2 separate regions of the Mus musculus genome follow, and region 1 is linked to region 2. Evidence: chromatin contacts called from public Hi-C data. All regions are on one chromosome and are shown on one strand. Each heading gives the region's core, a stretch centred on a gene start, on an enhancer-like site or on the middle of the called end of the contact. The rest is flanking DNA. Distances are from core to core; before and after follow the strand shown. Region 1 holds the start of Psd3 (pleckstrin and Sec7 domain containing 3). Region 2 overlaps Psd3 (pleckstrin and Sec7 domain containing 3).

Region 1 (2,700 bases), core at 140-2,639, 170 kb after region 2:
ACAGCTGTGGGCAAGGCAGGGTGAGGTTAGAGAAGCAGCCTCACTGAGCTGGGGCTAAGCCTCAGCTGATCCACACTGGCACTCCCATCAGAGTCTAAAGTCAGGTTTCGTCCTGCAGACTGACACGAACAATTCCAAGCACATCAACATTGACCGGTCAACAGAACGTTGAAACTTGGTTTCTCTAGAGAGAGAAATAAATCTTAAAATACTATAAAATGTTTTTGACAGATAGGAAAGACACACTGAGAAATAAGAAGACAGTTGCTATAAACTTCCTGGAAAGGCTGTGATGACTTCAGCGTCAACTCCAATGAGAATATCCTGAAGTCACCCCCACCCCCTCCAGGCTACTTCAGTTCCTGGCTGTGCTTCGGACAAAAGCAGCTTGGGTTCTTTAAGAGAAACTCCTCCCCATCCCATCCAACACTAAACTAAGGAATAGCCTGTTTCCTTCTTTCTGCCTAAATCATGCAGCACAGAAAGGGTGCTTGTTTCTATAGGATGATAGAATGCCCTGTTCCTGGGAAACCTGCTTGGGGACGGGGAATGAAAGGAAGTAAAATTATAGGTAAGCATGATACTCTACTCTCCACTTACATTTTTTTTTAAAAATTAGAACATTCAGCATCAGACACTAAAACAAATATTAAAAGCTAAAGCCAAGTGAGGTACTGGGCAAAGGCGTTCAGAGGCCCCCGTTGCATCTTTCCGTTTTCTGGGCAATTAAAGAGTGCTTGGCAGGGATGCCCCAGAATGAATGCAGTCTGCTCTTTTCTATGGCAGGATTCAGCAGAACTTGGGCTAGCCCCCAGAAGTCTCCTACTGGGATGGCCGAAAGACAACACAAGCAGTCAATAATACAGACGGAAAATGTCACAGCAGCATTGCACAAGAGATAGATAATATATATTTGCCTGCATAGACCTACAAATAGAGGTTACTCACAGAGATTACTGTAGCTCCAGCAGTTACCCATTGATCATAGAAAATGCCCAGTTCATCAGTTTAACGCTTGAGAAAAGTTAACGAGAAAAGAAGCAAGCTAATGCAAAATGTGCTGTTCTAGTCAACTGGAAGCAAATTAGTTTCAAATTTCCTGGAGGCCCCTCTTGCCCTGCACTGCACACGGTGATGTAAATGGAAGCACTTTGAGCACTTGGAACCAGAGCTGAGCCGAGCCCAGGAACTGCCGCCTCAGCCCCTCACAAAGGCAGAGCAGCCCGCTCTCCTGCTGTGCTCAGCCTCGGTCGCTCTCTACCTTGGTAGCTTACCGAAGACAGCCACTGTGGGGCTTTTCTATAATTGTCAAAACTACTTCCAAGGAGATAACTGAGATGTCGGGAGTTAGCTTTAATGTAACCATTCCCCCAGTGCAGCAGCAGGAAGCCGGCAGAGGCTCTGAGAGGATCGTACCATCCTGGGTGACATCAGAGGTGGGGCTGTCATCCTAGTATTATGCAGCATTTTCTCTGATGCTGGAATGACACACATGAACCGAGATGGGCCGGTTCCCTTTAAAAGCATTTAATTCTCACGCTGTTCCGACGGAAGAGGCAAATGCAAAAACACTGCCCAAAAGCTGCTTCCATGTCAATCCAGAGCTGACAGTCTTTATCTCACTTGTAAGTGCTGCTGCCACACAGTCATTTTACTAATGATTACATTACTGTTCCTGTGACAAATTAATATTTCACAGTAATTGATAGTAATTGGAAACGTCCCATGAAAAGATTCAAAGATGTTGTGATCCAGTTTTAAAAGCAATGGGATAAACTTTCACATCACCTACAGTACTTTGGATGCATGCAATACTTTTCAAGCAATCTCAGTAAAAGCACTCCTTTTGTAAATAATAATATAAAATTAATACATAGTTAGTAACATAACACTGACTCTTGGACTTGATATAAATATTAAAAATAAATCTTGGGTGGAGAGTGTCCATTTGTGCTACAGCGCCTACCTAACCCTGAGTTTGATTCCCCAACACTGGAAAAAATAAAAAGTAAGTAACTCATCTTCAGTATCATTAATATTGCAATCAGCATGAGAAACACAGACACTTCAAAAAACTTTCCTATTTCATACACTCAGTAACCAGCAACCAAGAGCCAGAAAATGTGCTCACTTTAATTTATAAAAAATATTAATTTATAAATTTTATTTTAATTTATAAAAAATGAATGGCCACTTTTATAAATAATATAATTAGGTTAGAAAATGTGTAGTAATATGCTAGACACTGCACTAAGAAGTTTCATTTTGTGAATCCTTCTATCCCCCAGAAGTCTCTACAATAGCTACTATTATGAACCCATTTTATTGATGAGACTACTAAAATACAAAAGAGGTGTGAGTCTTGTCAGATCAGATGAGTAAAAGAGGCACCACTGGAAGGGACTCAAACTCAGACACTACGGCTCGAAAGCTCAGCCTCTGTACCACCAAGCTACACTTCCCACAAGTCTGCATGCCAAGAAAGAATTCTGAAAGAAATGTTCAGGGTTTGAAACTACAACAAACCAAGTAGGCCCATCTCTCAAGAAGACCAATTCATACGCAGGGGACAAAGATCAGATGGTGTATCTAGGGACAGCAGACTTGGTGACAGAAATGAAGCTGAGAAGTCCAGCTTGACAGCTGGCAGCTTGTCTTACTTGGGGAAAGGCTTAAAATCTCCCAGCTTTAGTTTATTAA
Region 2 (2,713 bases), core at 214-2,713:
GTAATGTCAGATTAATGCCACTGGATATTCACCACCTCTGACTTCACTTACCACTCCCCTCCCCCAACCTCCTGCCAGCTTCTCTGAGAGGCTTCTGTCAAGGTTCCTATTGCCTTCTCCTTTTACACAGGGGAGAATCATCACAATGGAATTTCAGAGCTGAAAGGGACAAATACCACCTTAGAAAGGACGTGGAAGGTACAATCCAATATGAACGAACATCACTCAGGATTCTGCAGATGTCTCACAAATGTAACTCTGAAACAGCCTTCCTCCTCATCTACTCTTTTTTGGATTCTTTTGGTAGTAAATTGAATCTGGGATCTTTCTAGCTGTATTACCTCTAGTTTCGTATTTGCATCTACTCTCAACAAATTACAGGCTTTCCTCCTGATCCTAAGTTTTACAGCCCTGTATGTTCCTGCCCTAAGTTAAGGATTTTGGGGTAAGGCGAAAAGACTTATGCTTCTTTCAGATGCGTTCAAATAATGCTGGGCACTGGAGGATTCTATTCTTAAAAGATAAGCTTCACAGAGAGTCACTGTTGCTAGGACAACATGTTTCAAGTACTTTTGTCGGTGAGGACAAGCCTGCTAAAATGACCCTGTACCACTTATAATCAAATGTATTGGCCATGTGAGTGGCTAAAATTGGAGGTGCAGTCTACAGCTCAAGAAAATAACCTGGGAAGATGGCTCAGTTAGAAATGTGCTTGCCGCGTAAGCCCGGGGACCTTGGTTATGAGTCTTGGGACCCAATTTTAAATAAATGCTGTGCACATGTATCCAATAACGCCAGTAACTGAGAAATGAAGGCAGGTGGGTTCCTGTTACTCTCCCCAGCTGAATCAGTAAACAAGATAGGGAGTGCCTGAGGAAGACATCCAGCACCACTGATCATTGGATGATTCTGTCTTCCTGTCTCTGTTTCTCTTTGCTCCTTACCTCTCCATCTCTGCCTGCCTGTCTGTCTGTCTGTTCCCCTCACCCCTCACCCCCACACACAGGTGAGTGTGTGTGTGTGTGTGTGTGTGTGTGAGTGTGTGTGTTAACCCTTCACTTAGCTAGAGAAGATTTCTGGATTTAATGTCCTGGCAGGTTGTCCCCTTCCCCTTGAATTAACAGCTGAGATAAAATAGAAAAAAAGTACCCAGGCCCCATCCATATGAATTCACACAGTGAAGTGATGCCTGCTGAGGAGGCTGAAGAACATACCCCACCCCACCCCAAAGAAAACTGTCTCCTAATTCTCAAAACCTCTGAATATTTCCTTATATGGCAAAAAATATCTTTAGATCAAATGTAAAGAGTTTATGATGGGGAAAGTCTGTGGGTGGGCTCTAAATGTAATCACAAGTATCTTCACAAGAAGGCTGAGGGCAATTTAAAGAAGCAGACGGGAAGGCAAGAGAGAGGCACGAGGAGGGTGGAGTCACACAGTATCAGCCTCGGTTCCCCAGCAACCATGAGCTGGAAAAGGCTAGGGACAGATTCTCCTTTGACCTCTCCGAGGGAGCGCAGCTCCTTCACATGAATCTCAAACAGTGCCGTTCTCCAGAATTGTCCGAGGATGTATTTCTGCAGGTTCTGAATACAATGCTTCTGCAGTCAGTTGTTCCAGCAGCCACAGAAAACCAGTGTGCTATGGTATGAACGAAAGGTGGGTATTTTAACAAAAGCCATGTGTAGAAAGATTTTACGTCAATCCCTAGATAAAAGTTTGATTCACTTTATGGATATCATCTGAAAGTATGAGAGTACACACCCAAACTTGTCAAGTAATTCTACAAAAAAAGAAAAATGTAAACTTTGAACCCTACCCTACCCCAGATGCCCAGAGCTTCCCTTGGGAGTTCTGCATGAATTATCAACAAATATTTCAAATGCCATCAGACGTGATGTATGACGCCCTAGCTAAAATCAAAATTCCTGCCACTTATCCCAGGAGCTCTTGAATGATCCTTCTGACACTTGAACAGGACAGATGGTTCATCAACTCTGAAGAAAATTAATTTTAAGAATGAGAAAGCAAAACAAGTTGTTTAAATTACAGAAATATGGGAATTTGGTTTAAATTTACTTTAAGTCTTTGTTCCTTACTTCTGATTGCTTTTCAAAGATGATAAAATGCCATGTTATTCAAAGCTTAGCACCTTCCTGGCAGCCCACACAGGCTCGGCAATCTCTTTCCATTACCACATTGTATAATCAGGATTCTCTGTTTCCCCAGAAGCACATTTTGTGTAGTTGATGGAACACATATATTTCAGTTAAAGCATCTCTAAATTCCAATGATGTTCTTTACTCTGCAGATCGTGAATAATTATGAAAAGCATGGAAGATCTTACACAGCTTCCATTTTAACTGGACCTGATAATGACAATAGAAGAATTTATACTACCAAGGTTCTGATTCTATAAATACCCATATTCCTGATCCCACTGGAATTCACCCAAGGCTAAAGGAGATAAAAATCACAAACCATCTAGTGGGTACTGCTCTCTTTGGCTCACATTCAAGGCAACAAACTCATGCCTAAATCAGGATTGTGTTTTTCCATGTCTATAATCAGATCCAATTTTCGGACCAAGCCATCAGGTAAACAGGGCCAAAATTTTTGTCCTGGAGAATTAATTTAACTTTGTGCTGTGGTGCATGTACAAACAAGAATAGCAGCCACAGGGATATCTAACCACAAACAGATAGACCATCAC

What was found. A called contact is a pair of places that touch in the nucleus more often than the background predicts.
Region 1: a contact with region 2 is called in a Hi-C map of cerebral cortex, with 2.8 times the contacts expected there. The contact joins the promoter of Psd3 here to the enhancer-like site in region 2. A contact is called at or near these places in 5 of 484 Hi-C or Micro-C datasets (brain, cerebellar granule neurons, cerebral cortex and 2 more).

Annotation. Positions count from the first base shown.
Region 1 is chr8:67,973,185-67,975,884 of GRCm38.p6, forward strand. It overlaps Psd3 (pleckstrin and Sec7 domain containing 3), which reads right to left and starts at 1,390. Exons shown (of 16, transcript NM_177698.4): 1 at 949-1,390. The coding sequence starts at 979. All of the region lies in intron 3 of Gm15991 (a long non-coding RNA gene), which reads left to right.
Region 2 is chr8:67,801,943-67,804,655 of GRCm38.p6, forward strand. The region is part of intron 9 of Psd3 (pleckstrin and Sec7 domain containing 3); the gene reads right to left. Among named protein-coding and RNA genes, the nearest start is that of Gm32888, 61 kb to the right of the region's middle. Within about 2 kb of position 1,464, at least 17 of the 459 cell types and tissues checked have an H3K27ac peak or open chromatin away from gene starts, as enhancers often do. A contact at or near this core is called in cerebellar granule neurons, cerebral cortex and cortical neurons, where this site is marked.